2 separate regions of the Drosophila melanogaster genome follow, and region 1 is linked to region 2. Evidence: chromatin contacts called from public ChIA-PET data. All regions are on one chromosome and are shown on one strand. The core of a region is the stretch at or near the end of the contact, and the rest is flanking DNA. Distances in the headings are between cores, read along the strand shown. Region 1 holds the start of CG2201. Region 2 holds the start of Lamp1.

The links. ChIA-PET counts read pairs in DNA pulled down with a chosen protein or histone mark.
Region 1: a contact with region 2 is called in an RNA polymerase II ChIA-PET map of the S2 cell line, with 9 times the contacts expected there. The contact joins the promoter of CG2201 here to the promoter of Lamp1 in region 2. A contact is called at or near these places in 25 of 107 Hi-C or Micro-C datasets (the Clone 8 cell line, the Kc167 cell line, the ML-DmBG3-c2 cell line and 7 more) and 5 of 6 datasets of contacts at active chromatin or transcription factors (the Kc167 cell line and the S2 cell line).

The regions. Positions count from the first base shown.
Region 1 is chr2L:21,622,802-21,625,501 of dm6, forward strand. CG2201 reads right to left here and starts at 1,279. Exons shown (of 8, transcript NM_001299196.1): 1 at 565-1,279. The coding sequence starts at 585. It overlaps lncRNA:CR43148 (long non-coding RNA:CR43148), which reads left to right and starts at 1,878. Exons shown (of 1, transcript NR_048035.1): 1 at 1,878-2,700.
Region 2 is chr2L:21,572,102-21,574,801 of dm6, forward strand. It overlaps Lamp1, which reads left to right and starts at 1,288. Exons shown (of 4, transcript NM_136267.5): 1 at 1,288-1,460; 2 at 2,686-2,700. The coding sequence starts at 1,394.

The DNA.
Region 1 (2,700 bases), core at 29-2,528, 51 kb after region 2:
CGGCAATGCACGAATAAGTGAGCGATCCACGAGGCGATAACAAAAATTTTCTGAGATTAAAAATCGACGTGGAACCGCAAAAATGAAAAATGGAATGCAAAACATTTATTTTTTAATAGGCTGTGTTGATTATAAGGCAGGTACTTAAAGACAATATACTTCCTACCTAGACCTTAATTTAGCGATAACATGCCAATGAACCATACTTTCGTTAACACACGACAAGGCAAATGACAAGAAGTCTTTATAAACATTGTAATGTTTGTAAGTGCGTGTAAGTAGCTTTACCATCTGGCGACCGAGACTGAAGTTCAAGTTTCGTCACGTGCTAAAAAATGTGTACAAACATACAAACATATGTACAAACATTCACATACCTTTACAATATAAAGATAAAAACATACATACGAAATTGGGCAACGATCTGAATGCGTAAAGCCCCAACAATAACAGAGCATTGTACGAAAGGTAAGGGGCAAAATTGGCGAAACACAAACTTTTAAAACCTTGGTGAAGCATTGTTAGGCGATGCCACTGATACCAGTCTCGAATATCCTTTCTTACCTTTTGCAGGTTGGTGGCCATTGTCCTTCGCTTTCTTATTTATTTATGGTATTTTAATTTTGGTAATTTAATTTTGGAAGCCAGGCACCGACAAATAAGCGGTGTCTGACAGCAGCACTTCAAAAACAGATTTTTGCGGTGAATTGGGCGTCACGTGGTTTTTATTATAGTGCAATATAAAATAACATTGAGTATATACGCAGTCTCCGTTAACGGTTTCAAAGCGCCTACTCACAAGAACGATTCAGATTCGACTACTTAGCACTCGCCGCCTTTGATCGGCGGCGCCATGGAGAAAAGCTCAGTTTTGGTGAAGCAGTAGCTGCGAGAGTCGAGTCGATATTCGGCTCTCTCTTACTCGATTTGCTACTTTATCTGTTATTAAGGGGTACTGCAACACTTTTGATCTGCTCTCGAATTTGTAATTGGGATGTTAAAACAATAATGAATCGAACTGCATAATAAATTTGAACTGAATTTCAACTACGGGCTGAATGATACAACTGTTGCTGGCATCTGGTTCAATGTGTTTCCTTTTTTTATCTAAATCGTATCTCTCTGGTATTTTCCAAGTCGATTCCGTATTAAAATAATACACAAAAGTTCGTGAACGTCAATATGACAAAGTATTTTAATATTTTAATTATTAAGTTTCACAATTTAAAGGTTGACGCTTAGCATGCATCTCTATGGACTGCAGTGTGCGAAGTCAACTAATATACATTCACGATGACAAACAAATAAACTTTAGGTCAAAGTAAACACAACAAAAGATAGTACTATAGCACTCAGCTATTGTTACTCAGCAAGCGGGAGTACAAATTAGACATTTCCAAATCCTCAGGCATATGAATACACAATACATAAATATAGTAATAAAATGAAAAACAAATACATTTTTTTTTTTTAATTTTTGGCTTGTGGCGCATGATAACATGATCCGATAATAAATTTCGTAAAAACTTTACGATTTCGATTTAAAATCGCAAAATCGTAAGAATTTTTTTATTTATAAAACGGGCACTTTTGAATGGCCGTAATGAAAAGTAAATGCCTGTTTTCTATCAAATAGGATTTTATTTACTAAGGGGAAATACGTGGTCTATTGATGTTTATTCCACACCATTACAAGATTATTCTGACATTTAGTTATTTTAGAAAAATTTTTTCTGACCTCAGATTTGACATACGATATTTTGCCGTCGGCAACAATTTTCGATTAAGACGTCACCAAAAGTTATCGCGAAGGTTGCCGTACTGTTGGTGAAACGAATAAGGCAAGTAAAACACTTGTATAATATATAAAAGAATTCATTAATAAATTTAAAGGAGGGACAAACGTGCTGATCGTAAATAATGCTATTTAATTTAATTACATAAATGGACAATGTCCAGTAAAAAAGTAATTGCGAACAACGGAATTAAAACTGTAAGGAAGGTGGCTGCTCTATTGTTTGGAAAACAGTTAAATAGCTGTTTTCTGTTTACAAAACATTCCAATAGCAAACATTTTGCAAAAACCAGAGCAGACTTAAAAACGAAATCAAAAGATTTGGCCACGATTTGCTACGATTAACGCAGCATTACTGATAGAAATTAACAAAACAAGCAGTGAAATAAAAAGACCCCAAAAAAATGTCGAAACTGTGGGCATGACAATATGCTCTGCGAAGGAAAATAAATTGAACATAAAAACAACAGAGAATGCTATAGTCTAGAAATTGGCAAGACAAACCAAACTTGCGCTGCGTCTGTGTCTCTAGAATCTGTATGCTTAATCTCAACGCAGCTTTTATAGTTCCTGAAATCTCGACGTTCATACGGCCGACAAAATATCTTATAAAATACATGCTTAATAATATGAGTACGTAAATATTTTCTTACCTGCGTTGCAAACTTATGAATAAAATCAATCATGTTTAAAAAGATTTCCACTCCTACAAGCCGACAAAAAATCGCGCGCCCACACCTTTGATAAAGATTTTTGGCATTTATTTTTTTTGGCTAGACTATTGATTCTGACAAAAAATAAAAAAAAAAACGTTACCTGATAAAATCTTTTCAAATAATCTTGTCTACGGATAAAGGGTAAAATAGGGTAAAGACTAGTATAAATTGGTATCCAGAAGGATTGGA
Region 2 (2,700 bases), core at 38-2,537:
GCCAAATCTATGTACATATTATCACAAAAATAAATTTCAAAAATGGCTTTATATTAGAATATTTGTCATTAGAGTATTCATATTGAGGCGTGTGAAAAATTAATAAGGCAATGATTGTTGAGTGCTTGTGTCCGCACTTCGTGCCGCAAGATATGAACAAAGCAAAGACACTAGAATTATTCTAGTGTCTTTGATATGACTTTTGCAATAAACAGTTATCATATTTTTATGAAATTTATGAAATTACAGTAGTTATAATAATTTCTATTGTACTTCCTTTAATTATTTAGTATATTTATTAAGTCATTTGACTTAATATGATGTAACATTAACATTAAAAGTGTTTAAAAAAAATATTTCGCTTTTAAAAAATTGTCAGATGAAAGACAAATTAGAATTAAACAAAAATATAAATGTGTAAACGGATAAACGAATAATTCTAGTGTCTTTGCTTTGTTCATATCTTGCGGCACGAAGTGCGGACACAAGCACTCAACAATCATTGCCATATTAATTTTTCACACGCCTCAATATGAATACTCTAATGACAAATATTCTTACATAAAGTCATTTTTGAAATTTATTTTTGTGATAATATGTACATAGATTTGGCTATTTCTAATCTATTTTCAAACAATAATAACGTTAAGGCAATGCAAAACAAGAATTTTTCGCATGGTGCCAATTGATCAAAAATAATATAGATTTAACGTCAAAGAACCTCTAGGGTGAAGGGGATATTTTGTCCCATTTACAATGCATGAGCATACGTGTGCACACATACAGTTGTTAGCTGTAGCGCTCTTCGCTCTCTCGCTCTCTAACAAAAATTCGAGAGAGCCTGGAGCCACCTCTAGAGCCACGGCGAAAAAATCGTGTGCCAAAAAATCGTATGGCGTTACGCATCTTGTTATTATAGTGTCTTTGGTAATACCTAACATTTTTTCATTAAGTCAATGAACTCAAAATATGGAAATTAATTTATAAATATTTCCACTGTGTTATAAACCCTGTGTGTTATAAACCTGTGTTATATAAACCCGTGATAAAATTATAACATGTTATACATATAATTCTTTCGATTGATCAGAAATTAAATGTTTGATAAGAAAATGTACTAATTGTATTATATTATGGAATTAAGAATATATTTTTTGGTATATTATTATTATAAGTTTCATTAAATATCGATAGACATCTTGCTGTAGTGGACATGTACTATTATTACGGTTCCATATGGGCTAATTTTAGTTCTTTTAGAAATTCGGTCACACTATTGATGAAGAAGGTCAAAATAAAAACTAGCTCAGTCGAGACAAAAACGTATGTGTCAGTGTAGTAGATTAACGTATAGAAAAACTGCAACACAACTTAAGTGAGATTGCCATTCAATATGTTCGCCAACAAATTGTTGACCTGCTCGGCATTACTAATAATGTTATTTTTACTAAGCAGTACAGGTTAGTGCCAAGCCAATTAAACCCTTTTTAAAACAGCAATGAAATGCGTCGCATTGGAGGCCTTTGTTCAATGTGATAATACATCGCAGTTCTTTTTATATGTATATGTATGTCGTTTGTTCATCGCACATAATTTATTTTTCCGGTGCCGTTCACGTCGCCATATGCGTTAGTGTCTTATCGGCGTAATAAGGTGTAAACGGTTGAATTGCGAGTTTTGCCTTCGTAGATCAAGGGTTTTAAACCTATTTCAGTAATCTGGCTATCCTTTCATAACTCTTCTAGAAAAATGGTGTCGCTTACGTTCGTTAGCCCCGGAGAACATCCATTTTTACCCCTTTCGCTTATTTGTTCTGGCAATTTACAGTTTTGTATGCAGATAAAGTCATCCGCCACCGTATGCATCCATATTTATTTTATGCACTTAAAATATTTATATGCATGGGTGTATAAATCGGCATATCATATTAAATTTGTATCCGCCATATAGCATACTTTAGTTTTTGGTTACTATCTGTCAATTCATATAACAAGATTTTGGGTCATTTGTTCAATACCAATGTTAGACATTTGTGCACATAGTATATACAAAATAATATATGACATAAAAAAAACAATCTGTGATAAAATAACAACAAGAGATAACGCTATAGTCGGTTCTCTGACTATCAGACTATGATAAGCGGATAAGACAACAAAGACTTGGAGCTAGACTGGGCATATGTATGTACCTACATATTTGGGGAGACATATTAAAATAAACAATTTAAAACATTTTTTTTTATAGCATGCGTGATAAAATGTTTCGGCATAGCAACAGAAGGATAAATGATTAAATCAGAAAATATTTTTTATTTTTTAATTTGTAGTGTGTTCCTACTAATCTTATCTTGTTAAATAGTTCTATAACCAGACCGAATTTAAAATTCGATTTCGACCTTATACATTTGGTTTGTATAAATATTTGACAATATGTTACGGTACGGCCATTTTCATAGGATCTCTACAAATCACTGAAAACGGAAATAAATTGTCCATCAAGTCCAAACTCACTAATATAAATAACAAAGGGTAATTTTTTGATAAGAGAACAAAGGAAATACAATTAGAGCTAACCATATGTACATTTGAATCTCTAATAAATAATTTTTTTTTCACGTCAATTTAAAGAAAATTCCGATTTAATAAAGAAAAGCTTTAATATTTTTAAAAATTCTTCTTTTAGTGTTCTCTCAAAAGC